Linked DNA regions of Mus musculus: region 1 is linked to region 2. Evidence: chromatin contacts called from public Hi-C data. All regions are on one chromosome and are shown on one strand. Each heading gives the region's core, a stretch centred on a gene start, on an enhancer-like site or on the middle of the called end of the contact. The rest is flanking DNA. Distances are from core to core; before and after follow the strand shown. Region 1 holds the start of Fnta (farnesyltransferase, CAAX box, alpha). Region 2 overlaps Hgsnat (heparan-alpha-glucosaminide N-acetyltransferase).

Region 1 (5,645 bases), core at 1,122-3,621, 67 kb before region 2:
CAGCGTGTGCAGGCAAACATGGTCCTGGAGAGTAGCTGAGAGTGCAGGAAGGCAGCAGGAAGAGAGAGACACTTTGAAATCTCAAAGCCCACCCCCAAGTGGCATACTTCCAACAAGGTCACACTTCCTAATGAGACTATGGGGGTACATTTTCATTCAAACCATCTCATTGGGCCTGGTGTGAGATTTTTGAAATTTCAGTGCCCATCACCAGTGACATACCTCCAACAAAGCCGCACCTACTCCAACAAGGCCAGACCTCCTAATCCTTCCCAAACAGCTCCACCAACTGGGGAGGAAGCATTCAAACATGAGCCTCTGGAGGCCATTCTCATCCAAACTGCAGTGATCTATGAAAGATACTTCTTAACAATCATGCCGAGTAAGCCACTTACAAGTTTTAAGTCCTTTTTATTGATGTCAGACCAAGAGCAGGCTTATGCCTCTGAAATCTCTTGGTGCTCATGCTAGGGTTAGAGGGCTCTTAAAGACAGAAACCGCAAAGACTAGTTTACATCAACGTTAGATGGGAGTCAGTGTGATCTTAAAACATTTATTCCTGGCAGAGCATAGTAATTATTTTAGATATAACATGTCAATTATTTTTGACATTTCTAGTTATTTCAGTTTACTAATTACTTTGACTGATACATCTAGGCCATAGAAATCCCAAACATATTGTCAAGGCAGATGTGACCATTAGAGGGAGGAGGGTAGGGGGCTGAGAACTGTCTAAGCAAAGTAAAATGCAGTCAGGACAGGATAGCCTCCCCCTAGTCATCTCAGAGTCCCGGCTGCTGAGACCCCTCTCCCTCGGACTCCTGTGTGCCTGCTGGATCCTGTTAGATACGGACTGAGTGAGGGGAAGAGCTCCTTTGTTGTGGACACTTACCGAATACATTTCGAATAAACAGAACTTTCATCTGCACTGGAAAATACAAATCCATTCCACCCTAGTTCCCAACCTATGGAAGGTCTTAAGGGAGAATCCAGAGAACAAAGGGAATTTCTTTTAAGTTCCCCCAAAGGTGGGCTCCCTTCTGGCAGGTAAGTCTCAGTCTCTCTCTCTCTCTCTCTCTCTCTCTCTCTCTCTCTCTCTCTCTCTCTCTCTCTCTCTCTCTCTCTCTCTCTCTCTCTCTCTCTCTCTCTCTCTCTCACACACACACACACACACAAACCACAAGGTAATGAGTAAATAATATATCCACCTGCCTCTGCCTCTGCCCCTCTGCCTCTGCCTCTGCCCCTCTGCCTCTGCCTCTGCCTCTGCCCCTCTGCCTCTGCCCCTCTGCCTCTGCCCCTCTGCCTCTGCCTCTGCGCCTCTGCCTCTGCCCCTCTGCCTAAGTGCTGGGATTACAGGCATGTGCCACCACTGCCCAGCCAATACTAGCATTTCTAAATCCTGGGTTTGATCACTAGCACAGCTGCACTGAGAAACTCAGCACAGAAAAGTTGGTTTGACTGATAACACCTGTGGGCTATTAGGATGTGGGGAAACTTCAGCTAAGATCACATACCGACCTCTGTTGGAATCCCAAAAGTCCCTTTTCTACCCTATAAAACCTCCAAGGCCCATGACCATCCTTGGATTTTTTTCTAATTAAAGGACAGTATGCTTATAAAGACATTTGTCTCTTTTATTCCCACTTTGCCTCAATCGGTTCTGATTTAAGAACCTTCCCTAGAATATATGGTGACCAGACACTATGGTCTTTGCGCTGCTGCGAATGAACCTGGTGCCTATTGTATAGTAAATATTTGTTAATTGAATATATCTATTCTCTATATTTAGAAAGGAGTTCTGCACAGATCCAAATTTAATTCCAAAGACACCCCCCGGATTAATAAAATGCTGCTATTTTATTATAGGATTATATAAACGCCTAGCACTGAAAAACATGTAAAGTGTGAAAGAATGTAAAGACCCTTTTAAGGTTAAAGTGGAAGCCTGAGGGGGGAAAGAGGTGGCTGGCTGTGCACCGTTTGCAATTCTTCACACTCCTAAGATGGTCCAAAAGAAGGGGGCCGCTGGGGACTGGAGATGTAACTCAGTGGTAGAGCACATGCCTAGCATGTGCAAGTCTTCCGGTTCCATCCTAAGCGTTGAAAAAGAAACAAAAGCAAGGAAACAGAAAAGTTACCCAACAAAGGAAACAACAACTAATAACACTGCTTGCCAATTAGCACCTAAAGGCCTCTGAAAACCTGCATTCGGGAAGGGGGCCCTGGAAACACAGCAGCGAGGACAGTAGGTATTCAGGCCAGGCCTCCGGGCCGGGCCCTCTACCCCACGCCTCTATGGTAGGACCCGAGGAACCGGAAGTGGGCCTCGCCGGGGGCGGGGCGGGCCGCGGAGGGGGCGGGGCCTCCACCACCACCTCTGCTGCGGACGGAGGCGAGATGGCGGCCACCGAGGGGGTCGGGGAATCTGCGGCAGGCGGCGAGCCGGGACAGCCGGAGCAGCCGCCGCCCCCGCCTCCGCCGCCGCCAGCACAGCAGCCGCAGGAAGAAGAGATGGCGGCTGAGGCCGGGGAAGCGGCGGCGTCCCCTATGGACGACGGGTTTCTGAGCCTGGACTCGCCCACCTATGTCTTGTACAGGTAACGCCCTCCTGCGGGCCGCGGCGCCAGAGGCCCGGGGCTGAGTGCGAGCGACGACGACGCAGCTCGGCGGACGGGGGCGCCCTCCGAGTCCGCGCCGCGCAGCCCCGGGTGGCCGCAGGCTGCGGCGGCGCTCTTCTGAAGCTAGGGTGCGGTGACACTTCCGTGGTCCCGCAGTGCTGCCCTGCTGAGAGCCGTGCATCATCCGAAAGGCGCCCTTTTGACAGCTCGCTATGGGATAATGTCACTTAAGCGGCCAGATCTGCTCTTTACAAACACTGTCGGGCCTTTGCGTGCCTTCTGCTGCCTGGAGAGAACTTTCCTGCCTTTCCTTCATCTTGGCCACTGTGCACATCCCTTCTGTCTTCCTTTCCATGTCCCCTAGTTCCTTGTCAAAAAGTACTTACTGTTTTTTGTAGTTCTACCTAAACCCTTTAGGTGACTCATTTGCCAGGCTTTCAGGAATGAGTGAAAGGCATTATAGAGGTTTCTGCAGTTGGATGACTTGAGATTGGTTGTGGGGTCCCATAGCTTCAGAACTTTCCTCTGATTTATGAATTATGTTCTTCGGATGGCTGATTTCCGAAGAACTAAATGACCGTGTTTGCCGTGCCTCTCTCCAAACTATAGGATATATATATATACATATATACATACATATGTATATATATATATATATATAAAATTAGCAGGTCATTCTTTTCCCCATATTCTTACATAAGGGATGCAATTTCAAGGTTAACTGCGTACCACAAATGTCTGCTGTCAGTAACTGATTAGTATAGAGAAGAAGAAAAGAATGTAAGTCAAGGCTGGCCACACTGAGCAGTTCATGGAAGTCTCCAGAAGTGCCAGTTGTTGCAGTCATACTGTTGTTTTGAGACTGTTCCCTGGATTGTTAGCATGCATACAGTATGCTATGCAGGTTTTAAGTACTCAAAATTATTCCTTCTCAAAGTTGCCTTCCAAAGTTGACTGGTAACATTATCTTCATCTTATAAATGAAGAAACCAACATCCAGGCAGATTAATGACTTCACACAGGAAGTTGTAAAGCTAATATTCTGGCTTAGGCAACTGTCAGATTCCAGAGCCTTCTCTCCCTCATGCTAGGCAGGCATCTCCACATGCCAGGCCCTCCCTCTGCCTAACAAGTCCCTCTGTAGTGACAATAACTCATAATGCTTCCTTGGACTTTGGGGGGAGTGTTGAAGTATCACATGTAGGACTTTGCGCCTGTGTTCTACCTCCTGAGATACATCCCCAGTCCTAATTTGAGTTTAAAAGGTTAGTTCCTACTAAAATGCATGTTTAAAAAAAAAATACTAACTCCAGAATCTTACTAAGTAAATGGGGGAGGCTAATTTTTAAGTTAAACCTTGGATACTTTCTAGAAGACCACATTTTGCCACACCATAAATTTGAAATTGTTGATTTATTAACTTTTATTTTTTAAAAATAGGCGTTTTCAGCCAGTTGGTGGTGGTGCATACCTTTAGTCCCAGCACTCGGGAGGCAGGGGCAGGTGGATCTTTTGTGAGTTCAAAACCAGCCTGGTCCACAGAGCAAGTTCCAAGGCTACACAGAGAAAACCTTGTTTTCGAAAAACCAAAAAAAAAAAAAAAAAAAAAAAAAAAAAGAAAGAAAGAAAAGTATTTTACTGTATGTGTGTGTGTGCCTTGTGTATGTCCAACCATTAAGATCTCCATTTGATTGAATGATTATTACCAATTAAAAACAAACAGAAACAAAAAACAAAAAAGCACCAGAATTGTTTTTCGTCTAACATGTTTGCATATAATCATGGGGAACATGTCTGTTTTCAGGGACAGAGCAGAATGGGCTGATATAGACCCAGTGCCCCAGAATGACGGCCCTAACCCAGTGGTCCAGATCATCTACAGTGAAAAGTGTAAGTTTACATTTATTAGGAAAATAGCTAACAAAGTTGAAATTTACAACCATATAATAAGAAAAGTGAGAGATTTTTGTTTACTAAGAACCTGAATTACTTTGCTGAGTTAATATCTTCTTTGTCATTTATTTGTCTTTGTATTTTATTTAGGAGATGGAGATAGTCAAAGCAATGAATGTTACATTATAATACATACTAGCTATTGTATCATTGTGCTTTTAATTTGCATTTAAAGTATAACAGATGGATTACTGTTTTGTCTAAAATAAGCTTTAGTTGTTCAAGTACCATCATTTTAAAATGTATTTTAGCTGTGTAGTGCACGCCTCGGTTAAAATGTATGCAGTGATGTTTTCTTTAACAAAGTAGCCTTTTCTTACCATGAATGTGAACTCTTCTGTAACTAGGAGGTCATACAGATGTTGATTGTTCTTCTCAGCAAGGGTAAATAGATGTAGTGTTATTTTTGGAATTTTATGTGTTTGTATGTTTGCATGTGTAAATTTTTTACTCCCAGTTAATGCTTTGTTTTCTAAGATCATTTCTTTTTGCCAAAATAATTTATTGATGCATTTACTGATTATGAAGTCATGGTAACAAGTGTTTTTAAAGGAAGAACAATTAGAACAATGGTATGCGGGTTGCTGTATATCAAATATGAAAATGTAGTACTGAACAGTTCATTAACTGTCCTAGTACAGAAAGAAGACGGGTCATAAGCCTCTTAGATACTGAAAGTAGGCCGCAGTAGATATGGGCCTGAGTGTGTGACTTCAAAGGCTTTGTTCTGTTGGCTATGGGTTTAGATAAAAGCATACTTATATCTTGTTGTTATACCTCATACCTTAATGAACATAAAAATAAATTGATGTTCTGAAACAAAAATAAATAAGCCATATGCAAAATGTAAGCAAATAATCTTTGGGTAGGACTGTAGCTCTGGTAGAGCACTTGCCTGCTATATGCAGTGCTCCTGGATTTGATGCCCAGCAAAGCAACAAGCAGACTGTGTCTGGTCACGAGACATGATCACCCATCTCAGGGGAAAAAGATAAGCAAAGAGAATAATACTTAGTTCTTACTGTGATGAAGGCATTATGACATAAGATGTAAAACAAAATACTCTATTAA
Region 2 (6,265 bases), core at 1,385-3,884:
TAGCCCAGCAATTTGTGGATAGTGAGTTCTATTAATGGTTACTTTATTTATTTCTCTCTCTCTCTCTCTCTCTCTCTCTCTCTCTCTCTCTCTTCCTCCCTCCCTCCCTACCTCCCTCCCTTCCTTCCTTCCTTCCTTCCTTTTGTTTTTTGAGATAGAATTTCTCTGGGTAGCCTTGACTTTCCTAAAACTTGTTTTGTAGACCAGGCTGGCTTCGAATTCCTCAGGGATCCTCCTGCCTCTGCCTCCTGAGTGCTGGGATTCAAGGTATTGGGTCCAGGAATGGCATCACAAACCACACGAATGCCGATCTCAGTCAGACAGGGATGGTTTGTTGAGTATCTACCCCAGAACTGATCGGCCAGGGCCATGGTCCAGATTCAGGAACTGAACCATGACACTGAGTTAAGATTCTACAAGGCTTTTGAGCCCCAAGTCCATAAACATCTGTGTTCACCAATCAGGATTCAGGGATAGGGGATTTCCTTTTGAACATGTCTTTGTTGTCTACTTATCCTGCCTCCTTGCTTGGGGCATTCAACTGTGGCAGGGGACTTGCCTTGTCTAGTATTCATGTTCTAATTTGCCTACCAGGATGGAACTTGTCTAACATTCGTGTCTTCAGTTACCCATGTACGTGTCACTTTCTGCCAAGTAGTGTGTCAGTTCCCAGGGAGGTCTTAAGAACTAAAACCACAAAATGGACGTCTCATTCCAGACAGCTTCTTCTGTTGATGCAGGTGTCTCTCTGATGTTGGGTCCATCCCAGGGGCAGCCAATAAAGGCAAATACAATACAAGATTATACTTAGGAGCAGGGAGTGTTGCTGGGTGGTTGGCTCATGCTGGTTCTGGCCCAAGCTTGTTGTAGATGAGTCTACCGACTTCTCTGGTGATTAGTTTCCAAGGGCACGGCACAGGACAGAATATGTAGTCAACTTAAGCATGAAAAAGTTTCCTGGTAGCCTAGCAGTGCTGGTCACGCCTTTAATCCCAGCACTTGGGAGGCAGAGGCAAGAGGATTTTTGAGTTCGAGGCCAGCCTGGTCTACAGAATGAGTTCCAGGACAGCCAGGGCTACACAGAGAAACCCTGTCTTGAAAAACCAAAAAAAAAAAAAAAAAAAAAAGGAAAGGAAAGGAAAGAAAAGAAGAAGTTTCCTGGTAACAGCAGAAGCAACATAGTAACAATACAAAGTGGAAGGCTCAAACAGGTAACACTTACCTAGGCCTTGACACAGGTGCTTGCCACCATGCCTGACAATGGCCACATTTCTAATTCCTGCACTTGGAAGGCTGAGGCAGGACGACTCAGAGTTTGAGACCAGATGGGTCACAGAACAAGACAAATGAAAACAGACGCTATGAAAGTGTCCATGTGGAGTTTTCAGAATGTTTCAACATTGCTAACATGAAGAGGCCACCAGACAACAAAACAGCAGAGATGGACTAACTCATAAACAGCAGAAGTTGCTTCTCAGGCCCCAGCTCAAAGTGCTGACAGGTTCCTTTTCAGACAGGGGTCCATCTCTGCTTCCCAGCATGCAGCCTGTGGAGGGATGAGCACTGTGCCACACGGGGTGGCGCTTACAAGGATGTGAATGCTGAACTTGCTGTCGCATCCCTTTGTAAGATCATAAAGTGTATTCATACGTGCAGAGATCCACACTGGCCCCAGAAGGACCAGACCTCCTTCCCGTCCCAACACCTTCTGAGTTTTCCTTGTGTGAACTTAGGAAAGACACAGACTTCCAGTCACAGCCAGCTATGTAAATGGATCTAAAGCATGCGTGTCTTATGCCCCAAATCAAATCTGGTCACTCTTGGTGTCCCTCGTGCACTTCTGTATGATTCAGAGCAGGCTAGATTTCTCTACGCAAAGTTGTCCTCTCTGGCGTTTGAGTTTATTCTTTGAGGGAACAAATTGGAGAGTAGAAAGGCTTCTACAGCAGGCCAGAGACCATTCTGTGATGGAGAGGGTATCCTGACCATGCAGGCAGCCATTGCAAGGAGTCTGTGGAGTACAGGATGTGGCTGGAGTAAGACCAAGAGCCTCAGTTTTTAATTTTACTCCAGTTAAAATTTAAATGGCCACACATAGCTAGTGGTGGTCCTATTAAATTGTATGCTAGGCAAACCCCAGCCTGCTAGAGCAGTTGGGTTAGCGTGGAAAAGTTTAGGTACAGGTTCACAGCTACACTGTGTACAGTTAGGGGATTAAATAATTTTCCACTAATGGGTTGACACCCTGCCTCTATCCCTGTGGTGCTTAGATTCTGTTTTTATATACACACCTTCTCTCTACACACACGCTAGGCAAACCTCAGCCTGCTAGAGCAGTTGGGTTAGCGTGGAAAAGTTTAGGTACAGGCTCACAGCTACACTGTGTGGATTTGTGTCTAGCTCTCATGTGCAGGCTGGGTGACACTTGCTGTGTCTAATTCCAGGGGTGTTATAAGGATGGAATATGTTAATTTATACAAAACCCCCAAAACTAGCACATAGGCAGCACTGGTACATTTCAGCTACTGTTATAAATGATTAACACTGTATCCTTTGATACTTTCAAAGCTTGACTCTAGTTCAGAGAGTTTTGTGCAGCGCCCTGTCTGAGGTTTTAGTTTCCCCGGCACCCAGTTCCGTTTTGCTCCTATGCATCTTGGGTAGTGCCGCCAGACCAGATACTTTGTAGCCAAGCTAGTCTGACCTAGTTTCTTGTCACCTAAATGGGTGTTACTTTTAGTTTCCATCCTGTTGCTGTGATAAAACACTCTGTGGGAAAGTGATTGAGGGGAGGAGAGGGTGGTTTCACTGGCAGGTCTCAGCCCTTCATTGAGGGGAGTGAGGGTCTGCAGGAAAGCAGGAACTTAAAGCAAAAGCCCTGCAGGAAGGAGGGCTGCCAGCTGCCTGCTGTCCGCTGCCTGCTGCCTTACTTGCTGGCTCACGTGTGCTCAGGCAGCTCTTCTATACATCCAGGAGCACTGACCCAGGGATAGCGCTGCTCACAGTGGGCCCTGCCCTCCTATATCAATTAGCAATCAAAACAGTCCCCGGCAGACATGCTGACAGACCAGTGTGATCTAAGCAGTTTGTCGAGATTGAGGTTCCCTTTTCTCAGGTGACTTTAGGTTGTATCTGGGGGCTGGTGAGATGGCTCAGCGGTTAAGAACCCTGTCTGCTCTTCTGAAGGTCCTGAGTTCAAATCCCAGCAACCACATGGTGGCTCACAACCATCCATAATGAGATCTGATGCCCTCTTCTAGTGTATCTGACAACAGCTACAGTGTACTTAGATATAATAAATAAATCTTAAAAAAAAAAAAGAAAGAAAAAAAGGTTGTGACTAGGATAAGGGGTAACTTTCCTGGACTCCCCAAAACCTCTGGGAGAAAGCCCCTGATCTGAGTGAGACCTGCTGAGCCCCCTACCAGCCCCATTATTTCATTTCTCATCCTACTGTGGCACTCTTGTGCTTTAACAAGTTTCTGTGTGTGCTTTCTCCTTCACCCGGAACATCCTGCCTGCTCTAATGCTCTGTCTCCACCAGGGCACAGGGGTCAATTTGCATTCCTCCTTATATCCCCAGAGTCTAGAACGTGTACTTAGCAAATAACTCTGTGTGCTAGATGGTTAACTCGATGAAGATAGAAACAAGAATTCACCTTAGGTGACTCTCTTGGTCATATTGTTTTCTTCCCCAGGCAGGAAAAATACTGGTGTATTACAAGGATCAGACGAAAGCCATCCTGACCCGATTTGCCGCCTGGTGCTGTATCCTTGTAAGTAGCCAGCCTTCTTTACTCTGATTGCTATTCTTTTTTTTTTTTTTTTTTTGGTTTTTGGTTTTTCGAGACAGAGTTTCTCTGTATAGCCCTGGCTGTCCTGGAACTCACTTTGTAGACCAGGCTGGCCTCGAACTCAGAAATCTGCCTGCCTCTGCCTCCCAAGTGCTGGGTTTTTTTTTTTTAAAGATTTATTTATTTATTATATGTAAGTATACTGTAACTGTCCCCAGATACTCCAGAAGAGGGCATTAGATTTCATTACGGATGATTGTGAGCCACCATGTGGTTGCTGGGATTTGAACTTGGGACCTTCGAAAGAGCAGTCTGTGCTCTTAACCACTGAGCCATCTCGCCAGCCCCACCCCCACCCCCGATTGCTATTCTTAAAGCCAACGCTTGTTTAAGAAGAAATGAAGTGTTGAGCAGTCGCTGGCTCGGCATGACGGGGAACAGTTGTCTTGAATAACAGGGTTCACAGAATAACATCTTTAAAAATGATTTCTATTTCCTGAGCCTGGACCCCAGAGCCTGGTGTGTGCCAAGTAACACACTCTACCACTAAGCTACGCTCCTAGTCCCAAGGAGGACAACATCTTTATATCTAAATTCTCAGGCTTAGTTTCTTAGAAAACTATATTACATAAATAAATAGCATAGTGTTCGATATCAAACACTTGAATGATGATTGCTGGAGAAAATGTGTAAGGGAGCCGGGCATGGTGGCGCACACCTTTAATCCCAGCACTTGGGAGGCAGGGGAAGCCTGGTCTATAGGACAGGCAAGGATACCCAGAGAAACCCTGTCTGAAAACAAAATGGGGGGCGGGGGTAAAGAATGCTCTATGTGGGACTCATTATCAGAAAGACTATGCAGGGGATAAGGTTGTAGCTCAATAGACAGCTTAGCATGCATGAAGCCCTGGGGCCTCAGGAAGCCTGGGTGTGGTGACAGGTGTCACGGTGAGAAGGTGGAAGCAAAGGGATCCACACACCCTTGGCTACATAGTGAGCTTGAGGATAGCCTGGGATGTGTGAGACCCTGTCTCAAAAACAGAAGAGAAACTAAGACTGGAAACTGGTTTTAAAAGCAGGAACATCCCATTAAGAACATGCTTGTGTGCCTGCCTGCCTGCCTGCCTGCCTGCCTGCCTGCCTGTTCTCCCCAGCCTTTCAGAGTCACCATAGGAGTTACTGTAACTCATCGCTTACGGTCTCTAACTCAGGGAACACTGGGAAATGTTTTTGGATAATGTATTAGTTATACATCTTACAACAGGTGTCCAGTTAAAAAGAACAAAATCAAAGGTGATTTTTTTTCAGTCCTCCCTAAGCAGTTATTTTTTTTTTTTTTTTGTCTTAAGCGCATTGAGATTGTAATATAAATTTTTAACATCCTTCTTTCCTTCATAGGGGCTTATTTCTATTGTGTTGACAAAAGTGTCTGCAAATGAAGGTTTTATTCCAATAAACAAGAATCTCTGGTAAGTATGGTAGAGGGTGCCGTGTTCCTGTTGGCCCTCATGTTGAAACTGGGTGTTCCCAGGAGTGTGACAGCTCTCCCTCGCTCTTCTTCCCGTAGGTCCATCTCGTACGTCACCACACTGAGCTGCTTTGCCTTCTTCATCCTCCTCATTCTCTACCCAGTTGTGGATGTGAAGGGCCTGTGGACGGGAACCCCCTTCTTCTATCCAGGTGAGTTAGCTGTCAGCAGTAGGTGGTCGCGGGGGGACTGGCTTCAGAGGCCTGGGCTTCCTTAGAGCTGGAGCTCTGTCTAGAGACACATTTCCAGGAAGCAAGCTGAGGAAGAAACCAGCAGGGGCTGGGACGCCCAGCTCACAGGAGGTTCCTGGCCTGTCCCAAAGCCCTATACCCCATTGTCACACGTTTAGTCCCCTAGAGTCAGTAAATACACTCTGCTTATATTCGGGCAGTATAAAATGGTGAAGTGCTGGATGTGACCCAGGACAAGATTGCTTTTAGTAAGAAATATGATTGTGTCTCGTGTGTGTGTGTGTGTGTGTGTGTGTGTGTGTGTGTGTGTATGTGCTTGCATGTGTATATGTATATATGTGATATGTGTGCATGTCCATGTGTGAGTGTGTGTGTGTGCGTGTGCATGTTTGTGAATGTATATATGAATGTGCCTGTGTGTGTATATGCATGTGTGTACATATGCATGAGTGTGTGCATGTATGTATATGTGTGTATGAATGTGTGTGCATGTATGTATATGTGTGTGCATGTATATATGTGAGTATGTATGTATATGTGTCAGTGTGTGTGTATGAATGTGTGCGCATGGTGTGTGTGTGTGTGATATGTGCACATGTGTGCACATGCTGGAGTACAACTTACAGAAGTCAGTTCTCTCCACCAAGAGGGTCCTTGGGGTAGAATTGAGGTCCTCAGGCTTGGTGGCAAACGTCTTTACCTCCTGAGCAGGCTGACGCTCCTACTTCCTACGAATTTACAACTGTACTTCA

The links. A called contact is a pair of places that touch in the nucleus more often than the background predicts.
Region 1: a Hi-C map of natural killer cells shows a contact between it and region 2, with 2.7 times the contacts expected there. The contact joins the promoter of Fnta here to the enhancer-like site in region 2. A contact is called at or near these places in 1 of 39 promoter capture datasets (neutrophils), 3 of 484 Hi-C or Micro-C datasets (embryonic stem cells, natural killer cells and peritoneal macrophages), 2 of 115 datasets of contacts at active chromatin or transcription factors (double positive thymocytes and embryonic stem cells) and 3 of 9 other capture datasets (adipose tissue, liver and pancreatic islet).

What each region holds. Positions count from the first base shown.
Region 1 is chr8:26,012,336-26,017,980 of GRCm38.p6, reverse strand. It overlaps Fnta (farnesyltransferase, CAAX box, alpha), which reads left to right and starts at 2,371. Exons shown (of 9, transcript NM_008033.4): 1 at 2,371-2,600; 2 at 4,426-4,511. The coding sequence starts at 2,401.
Region 2 is chr8:25,945,445-25,951,709 of GRCm38.p6, reverse strand. Hgsnat (heparan-alpha-glucosaminide N-acetyltransferase) reads left to right here. Exons shown (of 18, transcript NM_029884.1): 15 at 3,699-3,776; 16 at 5,193-5,263; 17 at 5,362-5,474. Among named protein-coding and RNA genes, the nearest start is that of Hgsnat, 28 kb to the left of the region's middle. Within about 2 kb of position 2,634, at least 38 of the 459 cell types and tissues checked have an H3K27ac peak or open chromatin away from gene starts, as enhancers often do. A contact at or near this core is called in double positive thymocytes and natural killer cells, where this site is marked.